Linked DNA regions of Mus musculus: all the other regions are linked to region 3. Evidence: chromatin contacts called from public HiChIP or PLAC-seq and promoter capture Hi-C data. All regions are on one chromosome and are shown on one strand. Each heading gives the region's core, a stretch centred on a gene start, on an enhancer-like site or on the middle of the called end of the contact. The rest is flanking DNA. Distances are from core to core; before and after follow the strand shown.

Region 1 (3,736 bases), core at 501-3,000, 330 kb before region 3:
GAGTTCCAGACTCAGAACCCACATAAGGATGGAAAGAAAGGACTGACCCCACACAGCTGGACTCTGAACTCTAAACATGCACCATGGCACAGATGTCCACACACAATAACAAGTAACTTGCTTCCTGGCGGTGACGCCCTCCCTCTGAGATTATGCCTCACTCGCAAGGGTCTCCTTCATCACTCTCCAGAAGAGGAGAAGAGGAAACACAAGAAAAAGCGCCTGGTGCAGAGCCCCAATTCCTACTTTATGGATGTGATATGCCCAGGATGATATAAAATCACCAGTCTTTTTTTAAAATTAATTTATTTATTATATGTAAGTACACTGTAGCTGTCTTCAGACACTCCAGAAGAGGGTGCCAGATCTCATTACCGATGGTTGTGAGCTACCATGTGGTTGCTGGGATTTGAACTCAGGACCTTCGGAAGAGCAGTCAATGCTCTTAACCGCTGAGCCATCTCTCCAGCCCAAGTAACTCTTAAACGATACTTTACTTCTTATTTACTTACTTTTGAGATAAGATCCCCTGTAACCCAGGCTGGCCCAAATTGTAGCTGAAGATGACCTTAAACTTCTGATCCTCTACCAACCCTCTCAAGTGCTGGGATGACAGGCATGTGCCACCATGCCCCATCTATACAAAGCTGGGGGTGGAACCAGAAGCGTGGGTGTATGCTAAGCAGGCACTCCATCAGTTGAACTATATCCCAGACCCCGGGGATGCTTTTTATTTCAAAAGAAAACTCCCAATGGATTCATTTTCAGTTAGGAGGTGAGATTCTTCTCAAAATGCAGGACTTACCGTAGTTATTGGAATAGAACAGCGGAGGAAGGACTGTCTGTCTCCATCAGAGCAGGTGCTGGGCTCCCTGTCAGCCAGCTTGGACTACATACCTTTGTTTTTTTCTATAATAGAATGGAAACAGAGGCACACAGACACCGGTTGGTATAAGGTACACAGCCCCTACCCCCAATACGAATATTTATTTCCCCAGCCTACCCCATCAGGCCTGAGGGACTTTCAGGCAAAGGAAGTGACTTACCCAGGTCCTACACACCCGAGTCACAGTCAGAGTCAGCCCTGGGACTCTGAACACTGACAGCCAAGCGCTACTTCCCGTGTCTTTCGCTAGCTGTTACGCTGCCACGTGAACGAGCTTTTGTGGGAGCATTTCAGCCAGCCCAGCCCACCGTGGGCTGCTTTGGGTGCAATCTTCTTGGGAGACAGCTTCCAAGTTTCCTCCTGGGCTAGAGGGACAAGCATCATCCTCGGGCCTGGGGGGTGGGGTGGGAGGCTAGCGATGGGGGGTGGGGGCGGCGGACAAGAGACAGCGAGCAAACACTTTGTGTAAAGTCACAAAGCCTGGGCATACAGGAGGCAGCAACAAATATCTGTTGACTATGGATAGTCTAAGTAGCTCTGAGCCTGCCAGAGGCGTGAGAATGCTCAGATGGTCCCATCTGGGGAAAGGGCCTTTGCTGTGCCTTCCAGGACTGGCGGAACTTCCTGGGGGAGAGAAACCGTTTCTCTCCTCGAAGTTTCAGAGTTTCAGGTGGCAGGTTGACTCTTTCCCAGATTGGGGCGACAAGAGACTTACACTTAGGAGTGGGGGTCGGGGCTTCAGTCCTCACCAAAAGCGAATTCGCGCTGTATTAGCCACGAGGGGGCGGGGCGGGGCGGGGCCAAGGTGGCGGGGTGAGGGGACCCAAGGAGCTTCATAAAGCCACAGCAAAGGCCGCCGCGCCGCTAGTGACAGCGCGGGCTGCAGAGAAAGCCCAGGAGCAGCTGCGCGCCTATCCAACGCGCGCTCAGGAGCCAAGCGTCCCAGCTCCCGCTCCAGTGAAGTTTCATTGGTCTTCGGACGCCGCCCCCGTCGCCCCAGCCCTAAGGACCCTCGGGTCTCTTCGACGGCTGCTGGAAGGCGCCCAGCCCGCCTCGGATGGGCATCGTGGAGCCGGGCTGCGGAGACATGCTGACCGGCACCGAGCCGATGCCGAGTGACGAGGGCCGGGGGCCCGGAGCGGACCAACAGCATCGTTTCTTCTATCCCGAGCCGGGCGCACAGGACCCGACCGATCGCCGCGCAGGTAGCAGCCTGGGGACGCCCTACTCTGGGGGCGCCCTGGTGCCTGCCGCGCCGGGTCGCTTCCTTGGATCCTTCGCCTACCCGCCCCGGGCTCAGGTGGCTGGCTTTCCCGGGCCTGGCGAGTTCTTCCCGCCGCCCGCGGGTGCGGAGGGCTACCCGCCCGTGGATGGCTACCCTGCCCCTGACCCGCGCGCGGGGCTCTACCCAGGGCCGCGCGAGGACTACGCATTGCCCGCGGGGTTGGAGGTGTCTGGGAAGCTGAGAGTCGCGCTCAGCAACCACCTGTTGTGGTCCAAGTTCAACCAGCACCAGACAGAGATGATCATCACTAAGCAAGGACGGTGAGTGAGGTGCGCGCCGAGCGCAGCGAGCTCGCAGGGCGGAGCCGGCGGGAGTCTGGCCTCGGTGGCCCGCCGGAACAACGACTTTCCTCTTTTTTTTTTTTTTTTTTTTTGAAATCAAAATTTGAAGCTGCAGGTTGCTGAGTCTTTGTGTTCGTAGACTGAGCTTCAGTTTTAGGAGACGGGGGAGCAGGGTTGCGGGGAGGGCACCGCAAGCTCCGGAGAGCCGCGGGTGCTGAGGGTATCAGAGGGCTCAAAAAGGATGATGCTGTGGGCGCAATTAGAAGTTACTTTGGTGCAGAGGAAAGGATGACTCTCGCTTCACCGAGAGTTGGCCGGTGGGGGGTGGGGGGTGGGGGACTGGAGGGGGTTAATTTGCTCCTTGCCTCAGTCTGGGATCTCAGTGGGCAGCGAGGAGTGTGTGTTATAGACCTGACTGACCGCCTTTCGGTCCTTAGGTATTCGGGAAATTGAAGTGTTGGGGGCAGAATATTTTTTGAGATCTCAGTGTGCCTGTTCCTTTGCTACTGCTGTGCTTAGGGTAGCTTTGGTGTATGGGGGAGGGGGGGAGCAGACTGGGATTTGGTGACATGGAGAAGCGGTCGCCAAGTTTCTTTTCCGGTCTTACTTTGAGATCATATGTCTAGAGAGGGAGAGAGAGAGAGAGAGAGAGAGGAGTGTGTGTGTGTGTGTGTGTGTGTGTGTGTGTGTGTGTGTTGTGTAGAGAGGTGGGAAGCAGCAAAACTTATAAAGGCACAAATAAATGCCGAGGGCCTGAACGTGCCAAGTTCAAGACCAGTTGCAGCTGGTGTCCAGTCTTGCACTGTGCTCTTTGAGGCTAGTCCCTAAAAATATGTCCACTTTCTCACCCAGCTATTCATCAGTCCAGCCTGGGGGAAGATGGAGGGGGTCCCCTAAGCCTGTTGCATTAGTGGTATGGTTTGTGGCTCAGCCTGCTGCTTCCGGATCGAGTCTCTTTGCTGAAGAAAGAGAAACTTGCAGTTTCTGAGGGGTCATTTATAGTATGCAACACCTCGAGTGGACCCTCTTGTGTCTTATGGGAAGAGGCAGCTACCTTTCCCAGTGAGGACCAGCCAGAACTTTGCCATTAGTGAGTTAGGATGTGCGGTATTAGGATGGAGACTCAAAATGTAATTGAGAGATTGCAAGGGTGGGGTTTCTGGGAGGGGGACAGAAACCCTTGCCGGATCCCAGGAGGCACTGCTAGAGTATATTCCCTTCGGATGATGTGGGGAGAGGGCAGATAGCTGCTAACTACAGCTGGTTTCAGGCTGCTGAGTTCTT
Region 2 (3,487 bases), core at 25-2,524, 470 kb after region 3:
GAGGTCAAGGGGCTTCCGAGGTCATTTTGTGGTTCTAATACCAAGCTAATCGCCTAGAAAACGTGGCCTCTCCATGAACTCTTCCTCCTGCCATCCTCCCGCCTCCAAACTCTCTCTCAGTGAGGCCTCAGGGAAAAGGGGACAGCACATTCAGGTCTAATGCAGAGTCCACCAATTCCCCAGCCTGAGAAGTAAGGCCCCCAGAGGAAGAACAGAGCCCCCAACCCAGAAGCAAAAAGAAAAGAAACTGAACACGGGAGACTCCAGGAGGCCTGGAGTGTGGGGTGCATGGGATTGGGTGGGGGGTAGAACAAAAGAGAATTTCTGCTGCACCTGGTCCTGAGCAGTTTCTTTTTCAATGAGTAAAGATTTATCTAGAATCCCAAACTAGATACAAGAAGAAAACCCAACCAATTCCACTTCTATCAGTTCCAAGGATAGGAGACTCCGTCAAGAACTGGATTCCTTTTTTTTTTTTTAAAGGAGACTTCAATGACAACATCTCACTGGTAAACAGTGTAGACAATCAGGAGTCCCAGGACACAGGCACACACACACACACACACACACACACACACACACACACACACACAGAAGCTCTCCCTGTCTGCATTTTTCAAAACCAGAGAAACACTTCTGAACAGCCTCACAAACAGCCTCTCTGGTGTTTTTCAGGAGCCCTGACACCTCCGTCCTGACCAGTTCAAACACTCTCCAGGTGTCCAGGCCTCTCTCTCCTCTGTCTCCACGTCTCTCCTTTTCTCCCCAAACATCAGTCATCATAAAAGGTAGCAAACCTGCCCAAGCATCCTCCATAAAATAAAACCCCACAAAGATAGTTGAAAAAGAAAGAGGAGGTGAGAGGTTTTCTTTTTCTTTTACTTGTGAAAAGAGCCCATAAAATGATTAAAAAATAAAAAATGAAAAAGCCAGCCCAAGCCAGGGCTTTGTTACCTCTGAGCCTCTTGCCCGCTCTCGCCTGAGCTCCTCTGGTCCCGTTCATGACGAAAGGAAGGCTTCTTCCAAAACTGAGAGAAAAAAGTTTTCAACTTTATGGCTCCAAAATTTTTCCCCCTTGCCGATCCGGAGAGACGGCTAACACTTTTTTCCCCCAACAGCCGGTCTGCGGAGATTTGCTGTTGAATAATGACAAAGGAGAGAGGATACGTATTTAAAGAAAAGAAGTGATTAATGGTTTTCTGTATAATTCTCACATTTTTCTTAGCTCTTGTCTACACAGAATGGCTGTGAACTTTAAGCTCTATAGAAATCTTCGGTCCGTCCTCGGCCTCCTCCTCCTCTTCTTCTTCTCCTTCTTTTTAAAGATTCTATTCATACCTTCCAAGGAGCAGCTTTGACTTGATTCTTTAGAGACATTCCTGGGGGGGAGGCCTTATGGTTTTTAAGAACTATTTTTCCCTCAACTAAGGGTTGTCTTATCTCCTTAGCTAGAACATTACACCACAACCAAGACAAAGCTAACCCTCTCATCCTCCTCCAGGGCTACAGGCAACTCTCCCATCCTTCTTTCCTTTCTCTTTAAAAACTGGTCTTCTGGTTTCATTCTAAGGGGCATTTCTACTGCGCTGGGGATACTGGCCCGATGGGTTCTCTGGCCTACTCAGATTCCTGCTAACCTTACAGGCTAACCAGAGAAACGTAAAATAAACAACAATCAAACATGTGCAAGAGGTTGGCTCTTTATTTTCTGGAAAGAAATGGAACAATAACAACAACAACAAAAACTGAAATGACTTTTAACTGTGGAGTTTCCTGGAGGCAACGTAGCTGCATCCTGGGCCATGACAGGCTCACAGAAGCCAGGTTTAGAACTTCAGGCCTTAGAACTTCTTGGCTGTGGTACACAAAAGTGACCCAGACCTGGCCTAGGTCTCTGAGGATCACCTGCACTCCCCCCCCCCATTCCATTCTAGGGGGTTATTGGGACCTCAGAGACAGACAGCTATTTGGTCCCCAGCCTTACTTTCGATACTTTCTATGAGAAAGAAAATGAAAATTAATACAGGAGCAGGGCTTCACAAAAGAGCCCATTTGTCTTCTTGATTATCTATTTGCTTGTCAGAGTTTGAGCTATGGCACCGGCTAGTTCCTTTGTAATATAAAAATACTCAGAAACCCTGCAAACACCCAGAAACATCTGTGCAAAAAATTAGACTCATTAAAGCCTTAAACACCTCAGAGGAAAGTGATACCTTCTCATTGCGGGGAGGAAGGAGGCTGGCCTCGTGGAGTCCTTTCTCGAACTTTAATAACCAAAGAGCCGTCTGTCTAGAAGGAGACAGCTTAACTGCATTTTATTTGCTTATGACAAATAAATCCCCATATGAAAGACTTTGCCCTACTTAAGCCTCTGGTGTCCTACAATGAAACACACACACACTTACACACACACACACACACACACACACACACACACGCCTTGGGGACTGGAATCAGCCCTCCCAATCCTTGTGATTCATTTTTGGACTGAATGGGGGAATTTTTTTAAGTCTAAAACAAAACACATGCACCCCAAAGGGAAAACAAACCCAGCTTCCACAACTCAGAAGCTTCTGAGAAAGAAATTCCTAATGGAGTTTTAAAAGGAGAGAGAGAGAGAGAGAGAGAGAGAGAGAGAGAGAGAGAGAGAGAGAGAGAACTTAATTGTGAGGCCATACCCTCTAGGATGCTTGGCATACACACTGGGGGGGGGCGCACTTGCTCACACCCTTAACTTCAACATTCCAACAAAACCACGATGTGATGGTCACAAGAAACCAAACATTTATTTCTGTTGTCACTCTGTACAGGACACAAATTTTCACACCAACAAAAGGTTCTAGGCTCAGGCAGCCCCAGAGGTAGGAAGGGGCCTGGTTTTGGAATGTCAGAAAGAGAACAGGAGAGAGGACACACATGACATAAAATAATAATAATAATAATAATAATAATAATAATAATAATAATAATAATAATAAACGATGCAACAATGATAACAACGGGAGAGGGTTCTGCAACATTGTCCTTCCAGAGTAGGAGGGCCACAGTATTTTATTTCCTAATTTCACATTCATTTGTAACCTAAGAGAAGGCCTTGACTCTACTACTGTGAACTGCCCAGAAGACATTCCCAGCTCCCAGAACTCAACTGCCCCTCACCCTGCCAGGCCTAGCTGGACCTTCTAGCAGAAGGCCTTCTTGGGTGTCCCAATTGCTACCTTTCTTTTTTCATTTTCATTTATTTCTTGGGCTCGGATTTGGGAACCCACGTTGTGCAGACTGCCCTTCAATTCCCTTCTGTTCCCCCTTCTAAGTCTATGGTGGAAGGGAGTGAGCAGTCTTCCCACCCACCCCCACCCCAAAGTGGGTACAGACAGGGAGGAAAGTTATATGTGTGTGTGTTTGTTACCGTGGCCAAAACACTGTGCTATCTGGCAGTCTGAGGGTGCATTCGCTGGGTGTCAGGAGTAGGGGACAAAGAAAGAAA
Region 3 (3,527 bases), core at 748-3,247:
AGGACCTTCGGAAGAGCGGTCAGTGCTCTTAACCGCTGAGCCATCTCTCCAACCCTCCTCTACTTTTCTTAACTGCTCAGAAAAATACCTAGAAGGGAAGGTTTAAATAATCTATCATAAAGCTATTGATAAAAAGTTGAACAAACAGAAACCAGAAATGATCTTTCACTGCCCAGATCTTAAGAAGCAAAGCCTCCTTCCTCCTAGGTCTTGAACTCCTGCTGCTCCAGGCTCCACCTCCCGAGTGCTGGCTGGGATTACAGGAGTGCATGCAGCAAGGCCTAACTGGGCTCTTTTCAACACACCACTTCCCAGATATGCCTAGAGAGCATCCAGGAAGTGTATAGGCACCAATTTCTTGATTGTAGCCATACATCTACCAGAAAACCTTAGGTCTTTTGAAACTATTCCAAAAAGCTGACATGATTCTTAACACAAAACTGGAGAGGTTACCCTATGTTCTAGCATAACTCATTTTTCAAAAAACCTTTTTATGGTATTGGAACATAACTCAGTGGTAGATAACTTACATGTGTGCAAGGTCCTCAGTACCACACACCGAAATGAGTTCTATATTTCTATACTGCTTTTTAAATAAAAATATTCTCGCTGCCGGTGGGCATGCACCTGCTTTCGAGGGTCCCTGCCATTTCCCTAATTTGTAGCTCAGAGGGCAATTCTGTGAAGTCTGCTCGCTCTTTCCACCTTTACCTGGATCCTGAGAGGTAAACTGAGGCCCCCAGGCTTACGCACAAAGAACAGATCTCTTTCATTGGATGAGTCTTGCCTTACACGTGTTCTTCCACAGCCTCCCAACTCACACTGAAGACCCATTACAAGGCACAAAGTGGCCTTTTCACCCTTTCTTGACTCCCCTGGTGGCCAGGCAAGGCTTTAAACTCCTGATCGTCCTGTTTCCGCTCCCAAGGGCTACATGAATGCCATCAAGCCCAGCCCGAATTTATAAGGTACAGAGGATTGAATTCAGGCCTGTGCAGTGGGCTAGGCAAACATTCTACCAACTAAGTTACATCCCCAGGGACCCTTTATTTTCTTCCACATTTGACCAGTCACTCTAGACTTCTACCCTACCTATCCCAGCAACTCCACTTTTAGACAAGGTCAAGAAAATGCCTGACCCCCCACCCCCACCCCTAGACGGATTCAACAAATCTCTTCCCCGCTAGCACACCGTGAGCTGCCCAAATCCTCCTGTTCAAGTTTATTGGAAGTTACTTCTTCTTAACTCTGGCAAGAGAAACTTCTCTGATAGTGGCAACTGGACCCAATATCCTCAGGTTACTTTTTCTCTCTTTCCTCCAAGTGCTACGGGGGTTGCTTGCGATTGCCACCGTGTCCGCTTTCTCAGGTTACATTTCTAAACCTCGAGAGTACGAAGTCGTGGTCCCTGCCACGCACACCCAAAAGCACCTGTCCCCCTTATGGACGTCCCAAAGTTTTCTTTCTCCCGCCCAACTCTAGAGTCCCTCACTCGGGTCAAACGCTCTTGGTCCAGTTCTTGAAAAGCTAACCCTCCGCTGGCTCCGCTCATCGCGAACCACTCGGCTCCCGGGCTCTGGATTCGCTGCCCCGCCCTCTCCACACTCCCGCAACCCGCGAGCTCTGCGCGGGAAGCGGACCCGGCGGGCGCTGGGCCGGGGCGCGCCCCCCATTCCTCGGTCTCCGCTCTTCCGTTAGCGGCCCGCGCTGGTCCGCGGCCTCCCGCCGTTGCCGCGTCCCCTCCCCCCACACACCCCGCCTCCAGCCCGCCTCTTCACCTCGTAGCAGCGCCCGAGAGTCCGAGAGGAATCGGTGCCGCGCTACTCGCGCGTTGCGTCGGGCGGTCCGAGGGGAGTAGCGCGCCCAGAGGAGCAAAGAGCCGTGTGGCCACAAGTCGACCGTCCCGCTGAAGCGGCGTACCGCAGGCCCCGCTAACGGCCCTCCCCTCAGCCGAACAAAAGAGCCTCTCACTCTGCGCGGCCCGCCGCCTGCACTGCGCAGACGCGACGACCCGCCGCAGGGCACCTTGGGATTAAGAGTCGGCCAGAAACTACAGATCCCAAAGTACCGCGCGAATCCCGCGCCGCCCACCTCCACTTTCAAGGATTGTAGGGAGTTTTCGTAGTTTTGTTTTCTTTTTTGACTGGAAAGGCGAAGTCGACTGTTACTTAGAACATAACTCTACAGTCTAGGAAATTGATGGGTAGTGGTGGGGTTTGTTTGTTTAATAACAGGATACGCAGCCCAGGTGGCTTCGAACTCGTGGCCTTTCTTTTTGCTTCAAATGTCAAAGTGCTGGATTCCAGGCGCGTGCTGGTATTCCTTACTCAGTCTACAAAAGTAGGACACTGCAGGTTTGGAAACTAGCCCGTTGATGTTTGGTCCGTTTGCGTTTAAAAGAAAAATATTGTATTCGTCACCTGAGATTTATCAAATCACCTTCAATAATGTCCAGCAATCTTACCTATTATTGCCACCTGACTGGGGTTCCTACCTCTCAGTTTGAATCACTGCTCCATTCAGAAAGCAGTAGATTAACCGTCTAGGTAGACACCATCGACACTTTCTGAATTTGCTTTTTTTCTTTCCCCTTCCTTCCCTCTCTATTCTTGTTTTATTTTTGGTTGTTGGTTCTGTTGAGTGGACAGGGTCTCAAGGAAGTCTGATCTACCTGTTTTCACTTCCCAAATGCCGAGTATTACAAACACAGACCACCACATTCAAAGTTTTCCCTTTATTGCCCTTGCCGGTGGGTGACTTTCATGGGGATTTCTCCATCTCTGTGAACATCCTTTATCAAGTTAGTCTAAAGAAACGGAATTAAGCAAAAACCACGGCTGGGCTGTCATTCTTTAACACGGGTGCTACTCTGATTCAGGTAGGTTGCTGCTAATTGTTGAACTAGGAACTCCAGTAAGGACAGACGCTTCATATGACTCATTGTGTCCACGACACTCAGGATCCTTGGTGTTTGTTTCTAGCAAGGACAAGGTCATTTTGGTTGTTTGTTTGTTTGGTTGGTTGGTTGGTTTGTTTTTGTTTGTTTTTTTGAGACAGGGTTTCTCTCAAAACTCAGTTTGTAGACCAGGCTGGCCTCAAACTCAGAAATCGGCCTGCCTCTGCCTCGAGTGCTGGGATTAAAGTTGTGCGCCACCACGCCCGGCCACAAGGTCACGTTTTGACTCTCAGTATTTATTGGTAAAAATTCCTTGAATATGTGATTAAGTGAATAACTGAGATGTCCAACTGATAATAGAACTGATCAAACTTTCCAAGGCCAGATTCAAGCCTCTTAATCCTAGTACCCGGGATTGAGACAGGAGGATTGCTGGGAGTTTAAGAGCACTTTAGCACTTAGGAGGCAGAGGCAGGAGAATTTCTGAGTTCAAGACCAGCCTGTTCTACAGAGTGAGTTCCAGGAGAGCCAGGGCTACACAGAGAAACCCTGTCTCAAACAAACAAACAAACACAACAGCAAACCCAAAAAAAAAAAAAAAAAAAAAAGCGCAGTTTAGACTATGTAGCCT

The links. Promoter capture Hi-C pulls out the DNA fragments that hold promoters and counts their contacts. HiChIP or PLAC-seq counts read pairs in DNA pulled down with a chosen protein or histone mark.
Region 1: a contact with region 3 is called in an H3K27ac HiChIP or PLAC-seq map of embryonic stem cells, with 6 read pairs. The contact joins the promoter of Tbx21 here to the promoter of Cbx1 in region 3. A contact is called at or near these places in 1 of 115 datasets of contacts at active chromatin or transcription factors (embryonic stem cells) and 1 of 9 other capture datasets (adipose tissue).
Region 2: a contact with region 3 is called in a promoter capture Hi-C map of embryonic stem cells. The contact joins the promoter of Hoxb3 here to the promoter of Cbx1 in region 3. A contact is called at or near these places in 3 of 39 promoter capture datasets (cranial neural crest, embryonic stem cells and frontonasal cranial neural crest), 12 of 115 datasets of contacts at active chromatin or transcription factors (bone marrow-derived macrophages, craniofacial prominence, differentiating embryonic stem cells and 7 more) and 3 of 9 other capture datasets (adipose tissue, embryonic stem cells and macrophages).

What each region holds. Positions count from the first base shown.
Region 1 is chr11:97,113,345-97,117,080 of GRCm38.p6, reverse strand. Tbx21 (T-box 21) reads left to right here and starts at 1,750. Exons shown (of 6, transcript NM_019507.2): 1 at 1,750-2,431. The coding sequence starts at 1,944.
Region 2 is chr11:96,320,913-96,324,399 of GRCm38.p6, reverse strand. Hoxb3 (homeobox B3) reads right to left here and starts at 1,274. Exons shown (of 4, transcript NM_001079869.1): 1 at 955-1,274. Hoxb4 (homeobox B4) reads right to left here. Exons shown (of 2, transcript NM_010459.7): 2 at 2,762-3,487.
Region 3 is chr11:96,787,605-96,791,131 of GRCm38.p6, reverse strand. It overlaps Cbx1 (chromobox 1), which reads right to left and starts at 1,997. Exons shown (of 5, transcript NM_001362560.1): 1 at 1,779-1,997.